Linked DNA regions of Rattus norvegicus: regions 1 and 3 are each linked to region 2. The links are chromatin contacts, called in public Hi-C and HiChIP or PLAC-seq maps. All regions are on one chromosome and are shown on one strand. The core of a region is the stretch at or near the end of the contact, and the rest is flanking DNA. Distances in the headings are between cores, read along the strand shown.

Region 1 (3,244 bases), core at 464-2,963, 220 kb after region 2:
CTTGAGTCCAAATTTTTACCTTTTTTACTTTGGTGAGCAATTTTTGTTAGCTATTTAAAGTTCCTAGTCATTGTGCCCAAGTGATCCCAAGAAGTATTCCAGATGTAAATGTAATCTGATGTAAATGATCAAGTGTGAGGTGAAGGGATGCAGGGCAGGCTGCAGCAGCTCCATTCTGCCCCTTGGTGGCAACATGCTCCACGGAATTCTACTCCAGCCTGGGCTCTGTGTGTCAAAGCTAGAGAACCCTCTGAGAGTTACTGGAGTGAGTGTCAGGAATGTAACACACTGCTCTTATTTTGCGCAAATGAGGATGGCAGTTCTCCCAACCATGTAACTTCCTGTAGCAGACCAGTTGTCTAATCTAGCTGTGCAAATCAACCAAAAGACAAAGGGGACAGCCTGACATGCTCAGTGCATAGTCCTAGCAGCATAAAATCATAGTTGGTAAAAACTCCCCAACCTGAAACCCTCAGAAAGGACTGTCACTGGTTGAAGATAACTTTGCTCCTGGGGTATGACTTAGCCTATGAGAGGGAGAAGAAAGAACCAATGGCCCACCAGCTTGGAAGGTAGTCACCAAGGGCTTCCAGGGGCCTTGAGATTGGAGTAAGAAGGCAGAGTGGCTAAGTTCTCCCAGATAACAAATTCTTAAAGAAGCCCCTAAACCTTGTAACTGGATTCTTCTTTGGGGTCAACAGAAGCAAGCCACCTTTGTTTACTTAAGGATAAATGTGGCCCTGCCAAGGTCAGACAAGGCCAAATGCTGTGACAAAGAGCAAAAATAATGTGCTTATAAGACCTTGGAGGTGACAGAAATGACACTTCCACATGCAACTACTACAGTGACTACCTGTGTCTCTTTCTTTGATGACTGAGCTGCCTTTAATGGCAGCCTCATTCTGGGCTACTGGAAGTGAAAATTCTGAGGTCAACAGGTCTAAACTCAGAAAATAAAGACTATCAAAATAAAACTTAGTGATCTGACAAGAACAGCAAACGCACAGTCCTTGCTTCTCCTCCCTGCCAGGCATGTAACTGCCTCACATCTCGCTGTCCCCAAAATGCAAAGCCAGTGCACACGCCTTCTGGGAAGAGGTGAGCAGGAATGAATAATGGATTGTGGTGGCAGGAGGTCTGCGTGTTTCCTACCATATCCAAGTGCCCAGGAGGGTGCACTGCAAGCAACAGATGAAGTTAGATGAAAACTAAGAATTTGTTTCTTAAGTAGAATGTGTAGGGGAGAACAAAAGAATTAACAACAGACCTCTACCTATCATTTAATATTTCACAGAAATTAATGTTACCTTCAGGAGCTGGGTCGATGGCTCAGCAGTTAAGAGAGGATCCAAGTTCTGTTCTCAGCCTCCTCACTGGGTGTCTTACAACAGCCTGTAACTGTAACTCTACAGGATCTCCTGGTCTCCATGGACACCAGCACACACATATGTATATACGCACATACCCACACACACAGACACAAAGTTACCTTCACAGTGTAAGAATTATAGCTTAATTCTGAAAGTAAAAATCACTGCAGGAACCAGTAATTTTTTTTTAAAAAACCTTAAGTCTGAACAAAATTAGTCTTTTCATTCGTCGGAATGACTCACAGAAAAGGTATGTGTGGCCCAATTCCAATGAACCTAAACTCCACTGTTGTACTGGGAAAAAAAAAAAAAAACGGACACCCAAACCAGGCCCAATAGCTGCTGTGCACACAACTGCTGACTAGAGCCCACAGACAGAAGCGTACGGACTGCAGCAACCGGAACATGAAAGGCCAGGGCCCAGGAATGTAGCTCTGTTGGCACAGTGCTCACCTCAAGTGTACAAAGCCCCAGATTTGAGTCCCAGTATATAAACCAGAACCACAAAGTGTGTTTAAGACCAGCCTGGGCTACAGGAGATCCGTTCAAAAATACCTAAAAGAAAGTGAGTCACAACCCAAGCAGTAAAACTACAGTCTGATCTCCTGGCCCTTCCCTCTGCACACGCTCAAGACTTTCTCTTGTGTACCTATCATAAATAACCTCTGATCAAATTTCCAATATCAGGGCTGGAAAGATAGTTCAGCAGTTAAGAGCAAGCTGCTCCTGCAGACGACCCAGTTCCCAGAACCCATAAGGCAGCTCACGGCCATGTGTGACTCCAATTCCAGGGGCCCTGACACTCTCAAGCATGTGATGTACACACACACACACACACACACACACACACACACACACACACGTGGGAAAACACTCATACAAAAAATAAATATTTTTGATCTCTAATTTTGACTTTGTCTCTTCTTCCCCTAAACAGGGACAGGGTTAATAGGAAAATGTAAGATGGCCACGGGTAGTGTGTGTGGGGCCCTACTTATAGAAAGAATCTTAAAGACACTTTATTTTCAATACCACTGATGACCAAAAAGAGGAGATGCAAGACAAAAACAAACAAAACTTCCTAAATCTTACAACCTAAACTTTTTGGGAAAATAATTCCGAAAATACTGTTTATTTTTATTTTTTGAAGGCTAGAGAGATGGCTCAGTAGTAAAGAGCATTTGTTGCTCTTTCAGAGGACCAAGGTTCAGTTCCCAGCATCCACAGTGGGTCACAACCATCCATAACTCACGTTCCAGGGGATCTGAGCGCTCTTTGGAGCTCTGAGGGTACCAGGCACACACAAGGTTCATCTATACCTCGCTATGTAAATATTAAACTATTTAAAGGGAGCCCCAATGTGCCTACTCATCCACCACATCACCCAGTAACCCAGAACCTCACAGTGCATGTCTAGAGTGCCAGTGTCACCACTCCAATAACGAGACAAGCCAGCCTCCTTCTTATATGGCTTTTATATACCGCACCAGCCCCACCCTGAGTGTCCTTTAGAAATTTCACCTAAATCAAAGAGGAGTTCGAAGATGAAACGGCAGCAGATCAGGGAATAAGTGGAGAATGTGTCCACCCTGCACGCTGTCCTTTGTCCTTTAAAGTCCATGCTCAGGACTGGAGGACCAGCTGGGGCCGGTCCTACCTGCCCTGTGGGGGTCTGATCTGTAACTCCCGCTCCAGCTGCTCAGCTGTCAGGGTACCCTGGATGGCTTCGCAGCCCGGGTTGAACACAGAGTAGGCGCTCTTCTCCCCTTCTTTCTTCTCCCCGGGACCCCGAGTCCCTACGTACATCCAATAGAACATAGACAGGACAAAATAAGCCAGGCCAAACTCCAGCTCCACAAACAGACCCAGCAGGA
Region 2 (3,333 bases), core at 94-2,593:
ATGCTGAAAGCTTGTTAGGATAAGATAATTTGCTTTAAAAATCCAAACAGCGAATTTTGAATCCATGAAAGGAGCTTTATTCATATTGATCACTATTATAGCTTAAAAGAATATAGGAATTTTCAACTCCACCTCATTCAACCTTTACAAGAGTTCTCTGCGCTTCCTTTTACTTCCTGATTCCTTACCTTTTCAAAGAACTTGGGCCAGTCACTGCTGTGGATGTTTCTCAAGTTACCTCTGTCTTCAATCTTGTAGTGTCTGATCTTCTGGTCTTCAAGCCAAACGATAAAGTTTCTAAACTCTGTTTCATCTGCAACGAAACGTCACGTATCAAGTCACTAGAAGCCCTCGAGATCCTTGGTGGCTTTCTAACCTGCAAACACTACGTTAACTGACCCCAAGAGAAGTAAGCAAGAGCTCAAAGTTCAGACTGTAGAGTCATAGGTCATTGCAATACACTCAGATTCTGTATGAGCCTCAGAAAACAGGCTTTGAGTATTAAATGAATTAAACACGCGTGGAACAGTGTTTCCTATGTTTTATTAGTACTCTGGTTCCTTTAGAGTTTAGGGGGACTGGGCATGTAAAAACTTTGAAGCAAGCGAATAGAGTAAAATAAACAAGGAATAAACGATTAAAACATACTAAATACAGGGTACTGTTACCAGGATGCATTTGCTTCCTTAAATTTTCTCCCAAAATCATCAGGAAAGATCCTCATTTTACACGCCAGAGAACTGAGGACTCAAACCCCAATTTCGGCTCTACCACCACCCACCAATCCTTGACTAAAAAGCCAAGTACAAAACCAGAACAGACACTGATATGCTCTAGAGACCAAACGCTGCTACCCCACTTCTACCTGTGCGTCCAGTACGGAGGAATGAGGCCCTGATCCCCGCCTCGCTCCCAGTCTCCCACGGGCCGGCAGGACTTCGGTATTTTTTTTTTTCTGAACCGTTCCACCTCCCTGGCAGCCGACCACTAACTTTCGGTGTGCCCCAAAGGGCATCCCCAGTCCCCTCCCCTACCCTGCTGCCCCAGCAGGTGCCCGCTGAGCCGCCTCGGGGCCGGGAAGCGTGCCGAACGCCGCCGGGCAGCGGCCGCCGTGTTTGGGTCCTGGTTCAGGCGGGCTGGGGAGGCGCCGACGCCGAACCCCGCGGCCGCCACCCACCTTTGCAGTTGAAGCCTGTGGGGTTGTGGTAATCCAGGGCCGTGAGCTTGCGTCGGAACATGGTCCCCGCTGCTCGCGCTGGCCGCCCGGGCCTCCGCCGGGACAGGAGAAGCGAGGTGAGGCGGGCGGCGCAGGCACCGGCGACGCGGCGAGGGGGCGGGGCGATGACCGACGCTCCGGACGGACGGCAGACGGAGCCAATCGCGGCTTAGAAACGCCCTCAGCCCGTAAGAACTCGCCAATCACCGCTACTGCTGAGGAGGCGGGGCCACGTCGGGGCACGTCGACGCTCAAATAAACTTTATTGTCAGCTTCCTATTTGTACAATGGACCGAAAGCAAGGCGGAAGCCGAGATTAGTGGATCTAACTCCTTTTCTTGCTACAGTAGGCAAAACCAAAACCCCAAACCAAACCAAATAAACAAACAAACAAAAAAATGTCTGTACGCTTTCTTCTATCGGCTATAGCTCTTATTGACTCTGAGTTGCCGCTTAATATTTTGAACGTATTAATTTCCCCTCTTTGAACTCAGGTAAAGAAAGGTGCCTGCAGGATATTCTTTTGGACTAGTTGAAGTGATGCAGATTACATACAACGCCTATGCAATATTTCAGTGTGTCGCCAAAAAGTGAAGTTAAAACCTGGGAACTGGCCTTTCCTTCTCACAAAACTCTCAGTCATTAACTAAAGTGGGCCACTAACTCCTGCCATCTCTAGCATTCTTTCTTGCCTTTGGTGATCTAGCTCCCCACTCTGTAACTGATTATCTAAAGCGCCCATTTAAAACTTTCTTCTTATCTTTTAGCAAACTGTCCATGCTTGTTCTGAATTGCATGTTCCCAGGTTTTGGGCCTCTTATCCAACTTTGCAAAAGCAAAAGCTATAGTGCAGAGTCTCTTTTCACGGGTCAAGAGAAAGGAGGAGCTGGTTGCTAATGTGGATGGTCCTTTATTTTAATTGATAGATCAAGTTATATGATCATTCCAATACTGCTCATGTCCCTTCCCACAGTGTAACTGGCTTTAATCACACATGCAGGCATGTGATAGTAAATAGGAGATTCTTCTTAAAAGGTTATTAGAGTATGTAATTTCCTCTTACTTGTGCCTACACCTCAAACCAGTTCAGGCTAGCTTGACCCTTCTAATCTTTATACCCCATGCATTGGGAATATACTTGAGTAAAGACTGTTTAAGTGTGATTGTGAAGAAACATTATTTAGAGGTGGAAGTACATATAATCTGGGTTGGTTAAGGGAGGTCTGAGGTGTCAGGTAAATTGGACAATAGTTTGTGGGGTGTGGGTGCATGTGTGCGTGTGTGTGTATATGTGTGTGTTTGTGTGCATGTGCACATGCATGTGTATGTGTATGTGTGCGTGTGCACGTGCATGTAGGTGTGCATGTGTGTTACAGGTGGAGGAACAAGGCTGTCAAGTGCACTGTTCTAAGAGGGCGTATGTGAATAACTCAGAAACAAATTGGGGGTCTAAGCTAACCTCTCTCCTATGCTCCCCTCCATGGTTACCCATTGAGCTCTAAGACAATCAAGGATTCTTTCTGAATTTAAGATCCTTCCCATTCCCATTGCAAATTGTTTTCCAGATACAAGAGAGCAGCGATGAGCAAGACAGACCGGCTGTCTACTTTGATTCTCTTTAAAAGGCCAAAAAGGGTGGGAGGAGGGGGAACAAAAAAGAGAAACTGTGGCTTGAACCTAGTGAGGAGTTCCTGCACAGTCAAAATGATAACTTATTTTGCTGGAAGCAGATGTGCAAAGGCAAGAAATGAACAACAATGGGGCCGAGAGGGAAACACTTATGGAAGCTGGAGGGAGGCGGTGACAGCTGGCAAGACTGTGGACAAAGGCAGGCGCCTGATCAGAGAGGCCTTTCATGGCAAACTGAGGGGCGCCGTTGAAGCTCTTGGAGCTAAGCCAACTATACATTTCATTTTAGTTCAGGAGCGGGTAATTAAACACTGTTTGCATCTGTGGGGCATACAAATGAAGAAGCCGTAGTGTCTAATTTCAGGCAGTTTAAATGTAATAATCAACACAGATGCTTAGATTAGAGGCTTCTAGTCTGGAGCCAGAAAGTGACACGTGCATAATGAGAAGCTTTGAATGTGACACAAGGCCCGAGTGCAGTTTTAACA
Region 3 (3,330 bases), core at 353-2,852, 130 kb after region 2:
GGGGACATTGGAATCCTGAAACGACTTGCTTTGATTAAATCCAAGAACCCCTTCCCAAGAGCCCAATGCTTTTCAGCAACTCCTACACATGCTCCGGAAAATAAAGATTTATTTCTTCCCTGCCCGTAAAAGCGCCCTGCCTCAGAAAAGAAACCGCTACTCAAATTCTGAGAAGCTAAGCTGATCTCATAAAGGTGACGAAACAAAACAGAATCTCAATTGTGTGGCGTCTCCAACTGACAATAATTTTGTCACAAAAGTGCGTACTTTCTCTATTGGTATATCTGGTTGTTTAAGAAAACTTGTATTTTAAATAATTCATGAGCATTCAAACATGGCATTTTATTGTTTTCATTCTACCACATGAGGTTCTTTCTTTGCTTTGAAAAATTATCTCCTTCTAGCATATATATGCATATGTATATATATATGTAAAATCATTTTAGTCAATGCTCTCTTATGCATAACCACACTTCTGTTGAAGATTTTTTAAAAATCATGCCACTGTTTATTAAACTATTCATCCTACCAAAGAAAGCCCATGATCTCAGCTCAAGCCCGTCAGACCCCTTTACTGCACTTTTACATATGCCATTCATAAACGCGAACCAGTCACCGTCTCACACTCATCAGCATCCAGTGCTTAAGAAAATTTACAGAATAAGAACTGCGTTCTGATTGTATTCCTTCAGTGTACAGCATACACATAGAAGGAAACAAACCGGCTCACTTTGATATTATCTCTGTCTGGAATTAACAATCGCTTTGATCTAGAGACGGGTAAAGTCCATACAGGCATTAAATCCATTCACACACGGGTATCCGATTTTCAGCAAGTTACGGGCAGGCCATGGTCCTTTAAATAAGGATGCAACTTTAGGGTAAGACCTTCTAAGAAACGGTAGCAGCAAAGAGAGGAAGACAAGGGTTCCTTAGAGGAACCGTAGCAGCAAAGAGAGGAAGACAAGGGTTCCTTAGAGGAACCGTATAGTACTGTCCCTCGTTCGCGAAATGCGAGCCTTTGTTGGTTAAAAAAAAAAATCTACTTACAAAAGATCCCAACCTCCTCACAGCCAAACCACAGCCATAATATTGCAAAGAGACGGCCCACCGAAATATATACGTACATGAATGGGCTTAACATCTTTCACTTCTTACAACCCAAAACAAGGATCTGCCACGCTCGGGTGCCCAGACTGCAGCTTCACAGCCCAGCTGACTGCAACTCAGCCCTGCCGGACTGCGGAGCTGGCGAAGCAAACCACTTCTTACATTCAGCTTGTTTTCCTACCACTGAGGGTGGTTCCCCACACCCCGAACAAAATGTGTCACAAATCTGACCATCATTCTGGGAGGAAAAGAAAATTAAATCCCGCCATTAATCATTTCCCCCAAGCCTGAAGCACTATCCCTCGCTTCCCTAAGAAATCCCACCCTAAAACCCACAGGCATGGTCATTTCATTTCAATTCAAAAGGAGCTACATGGAAAACGTGTCCTTTACCTTGCTTGGCTCCGGAGGCTTGGTTAGAGAGCAGCTTCCCCTGGTGGAGCAGATGGGTGGTGAGCTCGGCCCGCCCAGCCTAGCCCAGCCCAGCCCAACCCAGCCCAGCCCAGCCCAGCCCAGCCCAGCTCAGCCTGCGCAGCCCAGCCCAGCCTAGCGCAGCTCAGCCCAGCCCACCCCAGCCCAGCCTTAGTAGGAGTTGCCCACCAGGAGTCGTGGAGTGTCTGTCTGAATAGCAGCCCCTGAAGCCCAAGCTAAGTCCCCACCCAGCTTTGTCTTCAATCATCATTTCTACAGGAAGCGGCGCATCTCCCACTTCCTCCTCTCTTAGTGTCGGGTAGCAAACCAGCTTTCTTGTTTGCTTCTCCCGCCACTTCAAGGCTTCCTCTAAGTGGCTTTGTCTGCTGCTGCTGCTGCTGCTCCTGCTGCTGCTGCTGCTGCTGGTGGTAATTTGGCTCTAATCCCCTCGACCCCTTTGTTCCAGTGCCCCTCCATCCCCAGCTCCCTACTGCATTGTCTCCTCCAAGCCTTTCTCATCTCCCAACAGTGTCCACACAGTGCCTCAGTGGGTCTCCTGGACACCTAAACTGCTTCCTCATTCTGAACTGGAGCTGCTGTTTTTATTGAGCCGGCTGGCCAGCCAGCAGCTCCTGATTTATCGCCTATCTGCATTCCCAGGCAGCTGGCAGCTTCTCGATGCTGAGTTTTTCCTTTGTGGCCAACGTTCCCGAAGCTTCATTCCCCCAAGGTCTCCCTACCACTGAGATTTTATTTAACCCATATGCTTAGAAAATAATGGCCCCACGGGACTTCTTCTGGGACATGGGAGCTAGGCCAAGTCCTGCAATGCTGAGGTAGAAGACATAGCAGTGAGAACAGGCTGAGAAGAGTGTGAATGAAGTGGGTTGGAATGGTCCGAATTCCCAGCCCAGACACAGACTCCCTCCTCTGAGCTGTCATTCCTGCCTGTGAACTTAGACAAATGACTTAAATTTCTACGTGCCTCAGTTTCCGTACTTGCAAAAAGCATACCATATGTTAAAGCGAAAAATCAGAGAACTGAGTAAGACCAGATAGACACTCGGCACTTCAAGCAGTTCCGGGAGCAGAGAAAATCCTCAGTTACGGCTAGCATATAGTGTTTACAAGAGATTGAAACTCAAGTGGCTTGGGCAGTCAATAGCCAGTGGGAGGCCAGTGTTTGTTCCCCTGCCTGCCTCCACAGTTATGTTCACAGCTGAGCCCCGATGCTGTGGTAACAGTTTACCCCAGGCTTGAGTTGTTCTTTCTCTGGATTAAGGAAGCACTTTGGAGGAAGGTACAGTTTAAACACCAGCAGGGAGGTGAGGTGGGAGCCCTTGTTCCTGAAGAGAGGTGATGTGTGGTAGCCTGAGACAGCAGAATCACTTCGTGCTCAAGGCTCCCCTGGGCTATCCAAATGTAAATAATAAATAAATTCATCCTCCCTCAGAAGCCAGGCCTAGAAAGCTAAACTTCTCAAGTGTTAGAAATAATCTGCAACTGTATTTTAAGGCCCTGTCCTGGACTGGAGAGATGGCTCAGTGGTTAAGAGCACCGGCTGCTCTTCCAGAGGTCCTGAGTTCAATTCCCAGCAACCACATGGTGGCTCACAACCATCTGTAATGGGATCTGATGCCTTCTCCTGGTGTGCCTGAAGATAGTGACAGTGTACTCATATAAAATAAATAAATAAAAATATATTTTAAAGAAAAAGGCCCTGTCTTACCTCTATTCACCAGGAGGGAATCTGATAGGAAAATCTCACATGCCTTCCTCACATACCCTGGCAGGCACAGAATTTAATCT

The links. Hi-C and Micro-C count contacts between places; a contact is called where the count stands out from the background. HiChIP or PLAC-seq counts read pairs in DNA pulled down with a chosen protein or histone mark.
Region 1: a Hi-C map of Schwann cells shows a contact between it and region 2, with 7 times the contacts expected there. The contact joins the enhancer-like site here to the promoter of Rtraf in region 2. A contact is called at or near these places in 9 of 12 Hi-C or Micro-C datasets (the A7r5 cell line, the Rat2 cell line, Schwann cells and 5 more) and 1 of 1 datasets of contacts at active chromatin or transcription factors (oligodendrocytes).
Region 3: an H3K27ac HiChIP or PLAC-seq map of oligodendrocytes shows a contact between it and region 2, with 2.8 times the contacts expected there. The contact joins the promoter of Gng2 here to the promoter of Rtraf in region 2. A contact is called at or near these places in 3 of 12 Hi-C or Micro-C datasets (the Rat2 cell line, Schwann cells and frontal cortex) and 1 of 1 datasets of contacts at active chromatin or transcription factors (oligodendrocytes).

Annotation. Positions count from the first base shown.
Region 1 is chr15:4,278,555-4,281,798 of GRCr8, reverse strand. Saysd1 (SAYSVFN motif domain containing 1) reads right to left here. Exons shown (of 2, transcript NM_001402359.1): 2 at 2,828-3,244. The coding sequence ends at 3,024. Among named protein-coding and RNA genes, the nearest start is that of Saysd1, 6.9 kb to the right of the region's middle. Within about 2 kb of position 1,713, at least 6 of the 93 cell types and tissues checked have an H3K27ac peak or open chromatin away from gene starts, as enhancers often do. A contact at or near this core is called in the A7r5 cell line and Schwann cells, where this site is marked.
Region 2 is chr15:4,494,404-4,497,736 of GRCr8, reverse strand. Rtraf (RNA transcription, translation and transport factor) reads right to left here and starts at 1,343. Exons shown (of 8, transcript NM_001395114.1): 1 at 1,178-1,343; 2 at 189-313. The coding sequence starts at 1,238.
Region 3 is chr15:4,363,680-4,367,009 of GRCr8, reverse strand. It overlaps Gng2 (G protein subunit gamma 2), which reads right to left and starts at 1,602. Exons shown (of 4, transcript NM_031754.1): 1 at 1,504-1,602.